Regions from separate parts of the Mus musculus genome. Here regions 1 and 2 are each linked to region 3. Evidence: chromatin contacts called from public capture Hi-C and promoter capture Hi-C data. All regions are on one chromosome and are shown on one strand. The core of a region is the stretch at or near the end of the contact, and the rest is flanking DNA. Distances in the headings are between cores, read along the strand shown. Region 1 overlaps Sarnp (SAP domain containing ribonucleoprotein). Region 2 holds the start of Rps26 (ribosomal protein S26). Region 3 holds the start of Tsfm (Ts translation elongation factor, mitochondrial).

Region 1 (2,700 bases), core at 133-2,632, 1.8 Mb before region 3:
CCCTGAACTCTGAGGAGAAGGCAGATGATAAACCTGAGGAAAGGTAACTAACTAGTGGGAAAACTAGAATAAACTGGATTACTGAGATATGAGCTAGTTGGGGGAACAGAGCAAAAGCTTATGGCCTGACCATTTATTCATGAAATACTAAGTCTCAGAGTGAGGACAGGAGGATAATCCCAAGGCTATAGAAACCAAAATTATAGCCAGGAATTAAGTACACAGTAGGTTACCTCCAGTAATTGGCAGCTAATACAGCAGGTTTTTAAAAAAACAATCGTCTCCTTTTTCCAGCAGAGTACCAACATTAATCTTTATTCAAAAACAAGTTTAAACATTTGTTCATTTCCAAACTCAACTTCAAACTCAAGATTAAATTTAAAAGAACAGTTTTCCAAACTTGCTAATTTTATCTTGAATACACAATACTACTTCTAAACTGTGTTGAGGCTGTTCCCTTTGCCAAAGGGAGTCAGCCCACTTTGATGCAGTTGTGCCCTGTGAGCAGGATGTTCAAACACTCAAACATTCACCATCTTCAATCTTGCCAGTACCACTCTAGTTCATAAAAAGTAACCCTGAGAAACCAACAGTACCCTCAAGTGCAATTCAGGCACACTGAAGAATTTTAAACTCAGAAATTCCCAAGAACAAAAAAGTAGTTACTGGACTTTAAAAAAAAAAACCTCACTATTATCTTGAGAGACCAAAGCTGGGCATCCTTCTACTGGTTAGTGCTACAAAAAGTGATTCATCTATCAGCCCTCTTATACGACATGAGGACAAATTCCAATCTGAAGATGAAGTTGAGTAGAAGGAACCAAAGATACTACAGCTAATCTTCCCTCAGGAACCTTTCTTTTGGAGTGACTGAAGAGGGTTGCTGTGAGCTAAGACCGTTGTCTTCTTACCTTTTGTCCACCCCAGTACGAGGCTATGAGCCCGAGAATATGTCAGTGCTTTATCACTGAGCTCTACCCACAGCCCTGAGCCAGTGTATGTCGCAAATAAAACACACACAAAAAAAACAAAAAACCAAGGAGGTAGCTGGTGCTTTCTGTAAATGAATTATAATATGCATTAAGAAGTCAAAAGTTCTCAGACTAATCTGATTTTCTACACGAATTTAAGGTTATAAGGGAAAAAAAAAAGCCTTAGGATAGATTTCCTCAATCTACCACCATGTGACTGACAGCAGGATAGAAAGCAGAGCCCAGGAGACAATGGGAAATAAATATGACATGGCCTTGACTTCCCAGAGGTAAAGGTTATGAAACCCCAGAGTAAATGAGCTTCCAATGTCATACTTACAGGGTGAATGGCAACAGCTGATGGCTGTTCTCTCAGAAAGACTTCAATGACTGAATATACAGCTGTCACTTCTCTGCTTCCTGAAACTCACCTGACCTTCTTTTTTCCTGAGCCTCTATGCTAGACAGTGCAGAGAAAACAAAATAGTCCCCCAAACTAACATTATGTATACTCAGCCTACGCAGATTAGAGATAAAACACTAGACTAGCAGAAGTGTGCCACCTTAGCAAACACATGGTAAAGAGGTCTAATAACATTCCCTAAACATATACAGTAGTCATCTTTCCTGTATTCAGCAGTTTCTGGCACAGCAGAATCAACATTCTGGGGACAATAGTATGTGAGAACTGTAAAGTCCAACAGAATCACAAACCCCCAAGGACCCATGTTTTCTACCTTTGTATGATTGAAACCAAAGTCATGATCACTCATCAAAAAACTCTTCTCAAAAGTTCCTATCTCTTTTTTCTGGAATCTAAATGGCCACACACACACACTCAATTTAACTCTCTGCCTCTGTCTCTGTCTCTCTCACAAGAGGAGATCTTCTCAGCTTTGCTCTAGTTGACTGTAGGACAAAGAAAAGCAGGTAGAGGAAATGAAGGCTTCACACTTAAGACCCCCAGGAAACCAATTTCTATTAAAAGTCACCACCTCCTTCCCTTAGAAGCAGGAAGCTATTGCTTTTAAGGGTAAGTGATACCAAGCTTGGCAGAAATGGCAAGAAGTCAATAAAGGGAAGTAAAACTTTTAAGAAAAAGTAAATGCTATCTTACCCAAAATATTCAGAGAATAACAATGCAAAAAAAGGGGGGGGGATTTATTTGAGCACTCAGAAATATAGAATGAAGGTCTTTTTACTTGAACTACTTGAAAAACACAGATTCTTGGTGTCATACTAACCTAATATATCAGACTCTCAAGAGGACAGGCTTATAGATCTGTATTCTGTAATTAGTTATTAATAGTATACATATGCACACACATGTAACAGTTCGTGGCGTGCATGTAAAGGTCAGAGAACAATTCTGGGGAGTCAATTCTACTTTGACTATTTGTTCTTAGGACTGAATCCAAGCTGCCATACTCGAATACCAAGTACTTTCACCTCCTGAGCCATTTTGCTAGACTAAGGCGCTATCTCTCTGTTTTTATTGAGACAGGGTCTTACTGTGTAACCCTGGCTGACTGTAACTTGCTTTGTAGATTAGGTTGGTCTTGAATGTACACACTCACTATGTTTCTTAAAAGGACAATGGTGTTCTTTACTTATGTGCAGCCATACTTAGAAATAACTACAATTATATTTGACAAAGTACTTTCTTAAAAATCCCAAAAACATCTTCTCATTAAATCCAAATAAAGCTTCCATCTGCTTTATTTTCCCA
Region 2 (2,700 bases), core at 62-2,561, 1.6 Mb before region 3:
TGCCTATTGTGTTTGGAGCAGCAATGAGCGTGTCTAAGCAGGTATCTGCAGAGTAACATGTTGAGTCCCTCTGGCATATGCCAAGGAGAGATATGGCTGGGTCATGTGATAGATTTATCTCTTGAAAGTTCTCCACACTGATTTCCATAGTGACTATACCAGATTGCTATCCCACCAACAGTGAGTGAGTCCTCCCCATCCTCTCAGTCATTTCTTGTCAGTTGTTCCATTGATCTTTGCCATTCTGACCAGAATAAGGAAAAATCGCAAAGGTATTTTTATTTTTTATTTATTTATTTTATTATTTTTTTTTTTAAATTTTTTTTTTTTTTTTTTTTTTGGTTTTTCGAGACAGGGTTTCTCTGTATAGCCCTGACTGTCCTGGAACTCACTTTGTAGACCAGCTGGCCTTGAACTCAGACATCCGCCTGCCTCTGCCTCCCAAGTGCTGGGATTAAAGGTGTGCGCCACCACGCCTGGCTGAGAAATATCTTAAAAGAAGAAAGTTCATCTCTAGCAATTAGGGAAATGAAAATCAAAAAAAAAAGAAAAAGAAATTCAAGGTCACACTTGGCTAACCAAATAAGTTCCAGGTCAGCCTGGACTACTTGACTATGTTTCAAAATAAATAACTATCTGATAGACTTGATCAGTTAAATTGTGTTGGTACATACAATGTACTAACTACAGTGCTTCATCTGTGTTAATAGGATCTGGAAATAAAATGGTGGTCCAAGCCCAGCGTGGTGGCCTAATCCCAACACTCGAAGCCTCTATTTGGAAAGACGCATTTACAAATGGTTTATTTCTCCCAGGTCTTCTATTTCTAATTCCTACACTTAGAACACATATTTCAAAGAAATAAATCATGGCGTCTTAAGGTGGTTTAGCGCCGCCTTTAGTCCGTCTACTACGGGCAAGAGAGAACCTCTCCAAGTCGTACTACAACTCCCACAATGCATCTCTTTTGTCCTCCCACACTAGGGAGTGTGCGTCCGAATTCTGGATAACTTCCGCTCTGGAACTATCGTAAACCGGATGTTATAGAGCCTTGTAATCACTTCCTGGTTTGGGAATGTAACATTTTAATCTTCCGCCGGAAGGTTAAATAGTTCCACTGATATTTTTCGTCATAGACCATTTCTAGGGACTTATCACAACCCTACATTTCACAGGAAACTCTAAGTAATTAGGTAAATTCGAGCATAATAGCTGCTAGGGAGTAAATAGAATTACAGGTCGCTGAGGGTTTTTTTTTTCAGCGTGAGCGTAGGAATCTCGTACTATATAAGCGGGTCGGGCAAGCCGCCGGATCCTCTTTCGAGTCTTGGCTCCAAGATGGTGAGTGTCGCCGCGTGGTGAGCGCGCGGGCCTGGGTACTGGGGTAGAAGTAGATCTATGGACGGTAGGGACCTGAAAGTCAGAGTCTTGGAGGAGAAAGTGACAAAGGGTCCGTCCAGCCCGGACTTGGCGTGCTCGGGACTTGTACGGGTCTCTGTCGGGGCTGCGGGCGGCGGCCGGCCAGGAAGGGCTGAATTCTCGCCCCCTTTCCAATAGCGTCTCTTTCCATTCTCAGACCAAAAAAAGAAGAAACAACGGTCGCGCCAAAAAGGGCCGCGGCCATGTGCAGCCCATTCGCTGCACGAACTGCGCCCGGTGCGTGCCCAAGGATAAGGCCATCAAGAAGTTTGTCATTCGGAACATTGTAGAAGCCGCTGCTGTCAGGGACATATCTGAAGCAAGCGTCTTCGACGGTAAGTGAGCCACAGCCGTGATTTGTACAGGGACGAAGAGTGAGGAGGGTGTGTATGGCTCGTTGTCTTCAGCTTGGGGAGAAGGTGCCTTTTGTGGCACAGTAAGCAGGCCTAATGATGGGGTTTTAACTTGGTTTTTCTCTTGGGGTGGAGATTGAGGCTCATGCATGGTAGCCAAACCCCTGCATCCCATCCCTGTGAGAGACTGCCTATTTAGGAGAATCTGAAAAAGCATAATTCTTTAGTTATTGAAAAAAATTGAACAGCTTTTAAAACGGGCAAAGACTGGTTTGGGCAGTTTGTGACTTGGTTTTTGGCGTCTCAGAACTCACTGTGTAGACCTACTCAAGAGATCTTCCCTAGTGCTGGGATTAAAGGCGTGCACCACAGCACCTGGCTGGCTTTTGTCTGTTTGTTCATTGTTTTGTTTTTTTCTTGACCTAACAGTAGTAACCATGAGGCCTGCCAGCAGAGTGAGACTCCCTAACTTGAGCTATTCTCATATTGTGTGGCCCACTTTGGCTTTGAGGATGCCTTGGCCTTTTGAGTGGCAACCTCTAGCCCAAGAGTTGAACTCTTGGTGTATGTTGGGTGTGGTGTTGGTTTCTCTGGTTTTCATTGGGTGTCATTTATCAGTAAAACTTGGAGGTTAGGGTAATCCTGACCAATAGAATAAGAGAATCACAGGAAAGGGCGTCTGTCTAATCTGCTTCTCGATTTCTCAGCCTACGTGCTTCCCAAGCTCTATGTCAAGCTGCATTATTGCGTGAGCTGTGCCATCCATAGCAAGGTTGTTAGGAATCGATCCCGCGAGGCCCGGAAGGACCGAACACCCCCACCACGATTCAGACCTGCTGTAAGTAAATTATTTTAACTTGGGACATACATAGTCTTACCCAGAGAAGTATCCATTAAGGTCTTATTTAGTCTGTGTGGCAGCTACGAC
Region 3 (2,700 bases), core at 131-2,630:
GGTGCTCTTACCCACTGAGCCATCTCACCAGCCCATCTTTGCCATTTTTAAAGGGAAAAACAGGCATTAATTATCTCTCCTGTATCTCTAAACATTGCCAGAAAGCTGGATGCCAAGATACTCCAGAATGTCTGTCTCTTGCTTGTTGAAATAAGAGTCTCAATAGGGGGAGTCTTCCTAGACCTGAGCCCCAGGAGGAGAATCAGAGATGTCCCGTTGGTCTGTAGCTTCTTCATCCTTTGCAAAGCTCAAGACCTGATCACAGGCATCATGTGATCACATTCTGGATTGGGTTCGAGGTTCTTCTAATCTCTAGTTCTTCCTTCCACGTCAGGTTTTCCTTCTTGTTTTGCCTTCGGTTCTTGTCTCTCCCTCTCTGCAGCAGTCTGGCTCTTTTTTTACTTAGCCTTTCGGCACACAACCATCTTTGATGTGTCTGCCACTGTTCTCTTAACCTAGATGCCACGCCTCAAGCTCTTGCCATCTTCCAAAACCTGCTCTAATTAGCTTCTACTGTCAGAACAAACGTCTTTGCTTGGTACTCAGGCCACACACACCTGCTCCTAAACTACTTTGTATCTCATTTCCTACTCTGCTTCTTTTGCACTTTTAGCTAAAGTGTCTTAACGCTTTGTTCCCTAACTCTATGGGCATTCCCTGGCCTCTCCACTTTTCCGATGATCCCTTCCAGGAAGGGCCATTGCTCTCTGTCTACACTTATGCTTTGCTTCTGGAATCAAAAAAAGAAAAAAGAAAAAGAAAAATAAGAAGAAACCACTCCTTTTCCCGAGCTTTCTGTTTGGATGTGGTTTCCTTGACTGGAGATCTTTTAACTGGTTAGGGACCTTATATTGCCTTACCCGATTCTTATTTCCTCAGACCAATAGATGCATTGGAGGGTAGAGCTATGATTTATGCATCACCGATCCCCTGAAACTAGCAACAGCTCCGGGCACACATATGTTCAGTAGATATTTTACTAATTCAGCAATTATTTATTGGGTTTGTTGAAGGAACTCTGCTTCTCCAGGTGACCTTGGGCAATTTCCTGAGCCCACCCTACTTACCTGCCGTGTGTGTGTGTGTGTGTGTGTGTGTGTGTGTGTGTGTGTGTGTGTGTGTGTGTCCGGACTCATAAATGGATAATGAATATAAAAGTACATTGGAAATAAAGAAACAAAGTGTCACCTACATGTCTTGTGTTGTTATTTCGCAGCAACTTTACCGCTAAGTCTTTTGTGAAATATTTTAATGAATTTAAAAGAAGCGGGCACATCCCTCCTGCCAGCAGGTGGCAGCATCCTCGCGCCACGCGTTCTGGGAGGCGTTTTGGCTCTCGCGCCACGCCGTAGGCCGGCGTCCCGTCTGTGCGCCGATGGGCGGGAGGGCCAGAGGGATGTCGCTTCTGCGGTCGCTGCGCTTCTTCCCGGTCGCGTGCACCGGCCGCTCGGTGAGCGCGCGCGCCCTTCCCTTCTCCCGACCCTGGCCCCGCGGATGGTGCTCCCCCTCCTCCCGTTCTGCTCCGGGAGCTCATCCCTTTCTCCTTACTCTCCCCAGGCGAGGGCTGTCCTGCTCCAGCCGTCCCAGCCATGGCTCACGTTTCACGCCGGCCCCTCGCTGTCCTCTGCTGCCTCCAGCAAGGAGCTCCTTATGAAACTGCGGCGGAAAACCGGCTACTCCTTTGTCAACTGCAAGAAGGCTCTGGAGACTTGTGGCGGTGACCTCAAGCAGGTGGGAGGAGGTGCTGCGAGATTTGGTGCTACGGCTCCACCCCATTCTTTCCTTCCGGGGGTCACTCTGCGGAGCATAGACATGACCTGCTGCTGCCCAGTGTCCTGTGCGACAGAACTGGCCAAAGAGGAAAATTTGGCTTAAACGAGAGCTTTACCCTTCGACTGCGTTTTCACTGGAAGCAGTTAACCTAGAAACTTAACTTGCTGAATTCCATGTTCCTTATGGCTATGAGATTTGCTGCTGCCTGGAGATCGGTGTTTGTATAAATTTAGGAGTTAGACTCCAGAGGCTCTCACACCCGCTCAAACTCTGGAGATCGCAATGAATCCTTTCGTGTTGTCAGCGTTGTCTGTATAATGAAAACACTACCATCTATCCTATAGTGGGGTTGTAAAGATTAAAAGTAGAGAAGCAACAGCGACTACAGCGCTTGGTGTAAAGCATTTAGTAGTTTCTCTTATAGAATGTGGGTGTGCAGAAAAAGTCATATGGGGGCTGGAGAGATGGCTCAGCGGTTAAGAGCACTGGCTGCTCTTCCAGAGGTCCTGAGTTCAATTCCCAGCAACCACATAGTGGCTCACAACCATCTGCAGTGGGGTCTGATGCCCTCTTCTGGTGTGTCTGAAGACAGATACAGTGTACTCATACATAAGATAAATAAATCATTAAAGAAAAAGAAATTATAAAAAGTCATATATGGTTTGGACATATTTTAAAGTACCTTTCATTTCTAGTTCCTGTGACTGACTTTCCCCTCTGTTTCTTTTGCATTTGTAGGCAGAGGACTGGCTGCACAAACAGGCCCAGAAGGAAGGATGGAGCAAAGCCGCCAAGCTCCACGGGAGGAAGACTAAAGAAGGCTTGATTGGACTTCTGCAGGAGGGAAACACAGCTGTTTTAGTAGAGGTGCGTTGTTGGGATGCCACATACTAGAAACAGCTGTATCTTGGAGAGTACGATCTGTGG

What was found. Promoter capture Hi-C pulls out the DNA fragments that hold promoters and counts their contacts. Capture Hi-C pulls out chosen DNA fragments and counts their contacts.
Region 1: a promoter capture Hi-C map of pre-B cells shows a contact between it and region 3, with 4 times the contacts expected there. The contact joins the enhancer-like site here to the promoter of Tsfm in region 3. A contact is called at or near these places in 2 of 39 promoter capture datasets (embryonic stem cells and pre-B cells).
Region 2: a contact with region 3 is called in a capture Hi-C map of macrophages, with 9 times the contacts expected there. The contact joins the promoter of Rps26 here to the promoter of Tsfm in region 3. A contact is called at or near these places in 1 of 39 promoter capture datasets (embryonic stem cells) and 1 of 9 other capture datasets (macrophages).

The regions. Positions count from the first base shown.
Region 1 is chr10:128,860,638-128,863,337 of GRCm38.p6, reverse strand. The region is part of intron 9 of Sarnp (SAP domain containing ribonucleoprotein); the gene reads right to left. Among named protein-coding and RNA genes, the nearest start is that of Gdf11, 30 kb to the left of the region's middle. Within about 2 kb of position 1,382, at least 19 of the 459 cell types and tissues checked have an H3K27ac peak or open chromatin away from gene starts, as enhancers often do. A contact at or near this core is called in pre-B cells, where this site is marked.
Region 2 is chr10:128,625,117-128,627,816 of GRCm38.p6, reverse strand. It overlaps Rps26 (ribosomal protein S26), which reads left to right and starts at 1,311. Exons shown (of 4, transcript NM_013765.2): 1 at 1,311-1,341; 2 at 1,577-1,754; 3 at 2,480-2,610. The coding sequence starts at 1,339.
Region 3 is chr10:127,029,494-127,032,193 of GRCm38.p6, reverse strand. Tsfm (Ts translation elongation factor, mitochondrial) reads left to right here and starts at 1,380. Exons shown (of 6, transcript NM_025537.3): 1 at 1,380-1,450; 2 at 1,558-1,731; 3 at 2,512-2,640. The coding sequence starts at 1,397.